Regions from separate parts of the Sus scrofa genome. Here region 1 is linked to region 2. The links are chromatin contacts, called in public Hi-C maps. All regions are on one chromosome and are shown on one strand. Each heading gives the region's core, a stretch centred on a gene start, on an enhancer-like site or on the middle of the called end of the contact. The rest is flanking DNA. Distances are from core to core; before and after follow the strand shown.

Region 1 (2,700 bases), core at 29-2,528, 140 kb after region 2:
CCCTAAGCTTTGCTCAGCTTGGGAGGCTCAGCTTGGGCTTTTAGGGAAAGCACAGGTAAACACCTAATTCAGGTATGAAGACTGTTTCCTCAGTGTAGGACGGAGCAACTAACCAGATCCCAAGCTCCTAGAATTATTTAATCATGTTGTGTTGTTTTAGGTTTGTTCGTTTTACTCAGTGGGCAGTCACAGGACATCTAGTCCAGTGTCAGGCAACAGCTGGCACTGGTGTCCACTTCCAAAACGAAGCACACCTCTCCAGGCCACGTATTACAGAGGCCCTTGTAGTTAGAAAATGAGACCTCAGTTATGTTTTGTCTCATTTGAGGGAAGGGGCATACTTCTGGGTGCTGTTTTGTCATTTTTTAAAACTTTGGATGATTTGCTGACTTAGCATTCTGCATCCGGGAAGCTCTCTTCAACACACTATCTAAAATAGCAATCGATTCCCTAGCTAATAACTCAAAAGAGCTGGGACAGGATCCTCTATCTTACACACTGTGGTATTAAAACAAAATTAATGCACAGAACTCTCAAGACAGCAGAAAACAGCAGATCTGTGCTGTGTGGATGGGAGGCAAGTAGCGACTGCAATATCGAGGGGCCAGGATGCTTCTGGGCCCATAGGCTACTTACCAGCCTGTTGATTTGGGGTCCTTTACTTAATATCTATCCGGGCTGCTGAGCTTCAGGTTCTGCAAAGTGGGGACAATAACATTTAAGTCACAGATGTTTGAAAATGAAACGAAGCAACGTAGACGAAAGTGCTTCGTAAACCATGAAGGGACGCTAAAGAAAAAGAGGCGAGGACAATGAGAGGTAGTTCGAGGATTGTTCGGGTGTCGCCTGTTTGGCTTCTGCTCTTTTGTCGGGGCCAGGCTTGGATAAGCAGTCGTACATTACGAATGATGAACTTGGAAAACACAGTTCTGCTGAAAAGACTTGGGAAAGAAGCAGAGAGGTCGCGATCCTGGGGTTTCCAAGTGTCTGACAATCTTCGCCAGCGCAAAGATCAGTTGGGGGTGGAAGTGGGGTGGATATGAACAAGGTCCCCTCCTTTGCTCATCCTGCGCACACTCAACTCGAACTGACGGATCCTGGTCGGTGGGGCCCAGGGGCCCAAAAGGCTCAGCGAAGACTTCCCCTTCCCCTCCCCCACCAGCAGATCCTCCACACTCGGAAAAGCGGTCCCCACCCCTTCCACGCCCCCGCCCCACCTCTTGTCCCCCCTCTCCAACCCCCTCTTTTTTTGCCGGGGGTGGTTTGTTCCGAGGAGTACAGATAAATAGTCCTGTCAAAAGGCGCAGCGCGGTGGTGCGCGCCGAGCAGGGGCCAGGGCGCCGACTTCGCCGCCGCCCTCTCTGGGGTCAGCGGCGGGGCTCGCTCTCGCGGCTACGCGCTTCCCGACCCGGTTTCTAGTTCTCTCCAGAGTTCAGCCTGACCCCCGCCTCCGCGAGGGAGCGGAAGGCGGACACCGCGAGACTGGCCTGGGGGAGGAAGGCGGGGGCGTTCGGGACTCAGCGATGTCCACCGGCTCGGTGAGCGACCCCGAGGAGATGGAGCTGCGGGGGCTGCAGCGGGGGTACCCGGTCCCCGCCTCCAAGAGGCTGCCCCTCCGGGGCGCGGAGCGCAGCTACATCTCGCCCAGTGACAACTCATCGGCAGAGGAGGAAGACCCCGACGGCGAAGAGGAGCGCTGTGCGCTGGGCGCGGCGGGCGGCGCCGGAGGCTGCAAGAGGAAGCGGCCCCGTGTGGCGGGGGGAGGCGGCGGCGGCGGCGGCAAGAAGCCCCTCCCGCCCAAGGGCTCGGCCGCCGAGTGCAAGCAGTCGCAGAGGAACGCGGCCAACGCCCGCGAGCGCGCCCGGATGCGCGTTCTAAGCAAAGCCTTTTCCAGGCTCAAGACCAGCCTGCCCTGGGTGCCCCCCGACACCAAGCTTTCCAAGCTGGACACGCTCCGGCTGGCTTCCAGTTACATCGCGCACCTGCGGCAGCTGTTGCAGGAGGACCGCTACGAGAACGGCTACGTCCACCCGGTGAACCTGGTAGGGGAGCCTCGCGTGAGGCCCGTGGCTAGCAGCCGAGAGATGCCCAGTGAGCTCCCAGGCTCGGGCAGTGTCTGGCCTCTGGGAAAAATCCGAAGGCGGTCGTGGGGGAGATCTGGTATGGGTGGTGGGGAGGCCAGTTTAGTTTCTCCCAAATCGCAGGAGGGACCAGCCATTTTCCTGGAGGAGAACCATCCACCCTCCTGTGCTTGCATCATTCTGATGATTGTTAAGTGGTGCTTTGCCCAGTGACAGCTGTTGGCTAATATCCTGCTTCCGGGGTGAACCAATTCCATCTGAGTCCGCTATCCCGTTGCAGATTGAAAGGCAAATCTCGCTTTCCAAACTTCCAGTTAAGAGTCTGACAGGTTTGAATCAACCAGCCCTGCTTTCTGAAAGGAAAGAGGGAAGGGCGAGCTCTTTTTAAAAGTCATTGGATTTTTCAATTATTGAAGAATAGCAGAGGTTTCCCCACAAGGGATTTGTCTGGAAAGTCCCTCTCCGACCTGCCAACTCTCCGGGCTTGAGAAAGATCATATCCCAATTTCTACTTGGGACGAGTGGCTGCTCATGGTGGTGGGTGTGTGTGTGTGTGTGTGTGTGTGTGTTGTAGGGAAGGGAATTAAGCAACAAAATCCCCAGTTTATGCAAGTTTCGC
Region 2 (2,700 bases), core at 96-2,595:
TTAAGTGCTTAATATTTCTAAAGGAAGAGATTGTGTTCTGTTTTTATATCCCCAGGAAGTAGAATTTTAGCATCTTGGACCATCAGAGCTGAAAGGGACCTTAATATTCACATGGTCCAACTCCATCCATTTTCAGGCGAAGTAACTAAGATCCAGAGAAATTTAGTAACTTGCCCCAAGTCACTGAGCCGTGTTTAGCGAAGGTGTTGTAAATAGAACCTGGGTATCCTGGCCTATGGAGTTTTTTCTTTTTAACCTTATAGGCAGGAGGTACTGAACAACCAGTTCCTATCATGGAGCAGCAGAAAGGAATCAGACTAGGAACCATGAGGTTGCGGGTTTGATCCCCCGCCTTGCTCAGTGGATTAAGGATCCAGTGTCGCCTTGAGCTGAGGTGGTGAGCTGTGGTGTAGGTGGCAGAAGGGGCCCCAGAGCTGGCATTGCTGTGGTGTAGGCCAACAGCTGTAGCTCCGATTAGATCCCTAGCCTGGAAACCTCCATAGGCCATGGGTGCAGTCCTAAGAAGACAAAAGAGTTTAAAAAAAAAAAAAAAAAAAAAAAAAAAAAGAAGAAGTAAGTTCTCTCCAGGCTGGGGTCCTGGGCTGGCAGAAACCTCCTGCCTAAGGTAGGGTCACTTCTCTCAGTCGCCTTCCAAGGCTTTGAAGCCAGCCCAGGGGGATGGCACGGAAGTCCTGAGCAGGCTCTGCCCACCGCAGGTAGGGTTTGGATGGGCAGACAGGTGGGGTACAAAGGACAGTTTCCTTTCAAGCCGCTGAAGCAATTCCCCTCCAACTGCGAAGAATGAGTGCAGGTCCCTGAAGGTCGCTGCCTTCTGGAGGAAAGGGATGTCCCTAATCCTAAACGTAGAGGGGGACAGAAGTCTGGGACTCCATCTGTGAAACGGCGCCCACGGAAGCCTGTCACCACCCACATCCGGGGGCGACCCGTGGCCGCTCAGGTGGCTTCGCAGATGGCCCGGGAGACAGCGCTGGGGGACGAGCGTCCAGCGGTGCCCACGCTCTCTGCCCGCCTCCGCTGCATGCGAGCCGCGCAAGCCACCTCCGTTCCGGTCCCGGGTGACGCCGGCCCAGCGCCCCTTCCGGAGCCGGATGCCCCGTGGCTCCTTGTCCCTCCCCTTCCCGGGTCCCCGCCGCCCTGCGGGGGAAGAGGCAGGCAGGCTCCCCAGTTGTCAGGGAGCAGGGCTGCCAGCCTGGACTCCCTTGACTCTCGGAGACAACATGTAAGAGCGGAGAGTTCGCAGGACTCTAAGAGAGGGTGGCGGTGGCGGTTTGAGGGTCACTCACTGGCGAGCCGGCAGGGCTGCGGAAGGCTGGAGCCCTGGAACCAGGAACTGCGTGGATGGGCTCTGCTCTGCTTCCTTCCAGCCCCAGCTCATCTCGGTCTTACATAAATATACTCGCTCTCAGAAACTTTGGAGCCACGGCTGGTCTGTTGCTCAAAGCAAAAGCGTTTTTTTGTTTGTTTGTTTGTTTGTTTGTGTTTTTTAAGTTAAAGGCTTCCTAAGCCTAAGAAATCTGCAAGATTGAAGGAACTAAGACCTTTGTGGGAATTTCTTTTAATCGCACACCGTCCACGAGTAATCATTAGTAAGCAGGAAGTATTTGTGGGCATCTGTAGGTGTCAGGACGGCCCTAAGCAGGGAGGTGACCTTGGTGAGTAAGACAGATGTGGTTTCTTCACTCATGGAGCTAAAAGTTTAGAAAAAAAGACAGATCTGGGGAGAAAAGGTGTAGTTCCACGATGACATGCTTCCATTGGAGATGACTTGGAGTGGAGGGTGGGAGGCTGCTGATACTGGCTTCCCACAGTCAACTGTCAAATCTTCAGGAATTTTGTCAGCTGTATGTGAAACACAGCCCTGCTTGAAAGCAGCTAAGGTGAAGTACTTAGGCCACTGAAATTGGCAAAAGTCACGAACTAGCCCTTCCCCCAGAACCACATTTATTAACCATTTACCCGCACACTTTTGGAGATAAGTGTTCTATCTCTTGGGATAGAGTGCCAACTGTCCACCTGCCGCTAAGCAGGTTTCTATGAGAGGAGAGCGGAGAAGCACGCCAAGGCATTAGACAAGGGTAGTGTAACCACCAATGGCTGGTGTTTCCTTCTCTCCATTAGTAACCAGATGCAGGAAGGACTATTTCCTAGGCCACCTGTACCAAAGAGATGGCCAGGTAGTGGTGGTGGGGGCACCCACTCGTGGTACAGCATATTTTCTGAGCAGAAACATTTGAATTGTGGAGGTTTGATGGTGTCAAGTCGCTATCCCAAAATGCACTTCCAAACTTTAGATATACATAAGCCTTCCACTATCAGGATTTTGTCTGGTCAACATACCTCCTGTTCTATCCAAAACTTCACATTTTCAATTGGCTTGCTTTATCCACATAAATAAATATTATTTTAAAGGAAACTTTAAACACTATCACTGATAAATATCGATAGAGTTTTAATAAATAGAAAGTGATAATAAAAATAAATGTAATGAAAACAAAACAATGCTATTAAATTGAAGCTCTAAGCTTGAGATCTGCTCAAAGATCACTAGGTATACAAGATGCACTCGTACCACTTGGCAACATTCCTGGAGATCATTAGAAAAAGTGAAATCAAATTGAAAAGGAAATAACTTCCTCAATATGTGATTTGACACTATTTAAATGTCTTATCTGAATACCA

The links. A called contact is a pair of places that touch in the nucleus more often than the background predicts.
Region 1: a Hi-C map of embryonic fibroblasts shows a contact between it and region 2, with 2.5 times the contacts expected there. The contact joins the promoter of MSC here to the enhancer-like site in region 2. A contact is called at or near these places in 1 of 5 promoter capture datasets (liver), 25 of 47 Hi-C or Micro-C datasets (adipose tissue, alveolar macrophages, blood and 16 more) and 1 of 2 datasets of contacts at active chromatin or transcription factors (skeletal muscle).

What each region holds. Positions count from the first base shown.
Region 1 is chr4:63,708,522-63,711,221 of Sscrofa11.1, forward strand. It overlaps MSC (musculin), which reads left to right and starts at 1,279. Exons shown (of 2, transcript XM_003125595.4): 1 at 1,279-2,042. The coding sequence starts at 1,524.
Region 2 is chr4:63,569,891-63,572,590 of Sscrofa11.1, forward strand. No RefSeq gene overlaps it. Among named protein-coding and RNA genes, the nearest start is that of TRPA1, 78 kb to the left of the region's middle. Within about 2 kb of position 1,346, at least 49 of the 83 cell types and tissues checked have an H3K27ac peak or open chromatin away from gene starts, as enhancers often do. A contact at or near this core is called in adipose tissue, brain, embryonic fibroblasts and 7 more, where this site is marked.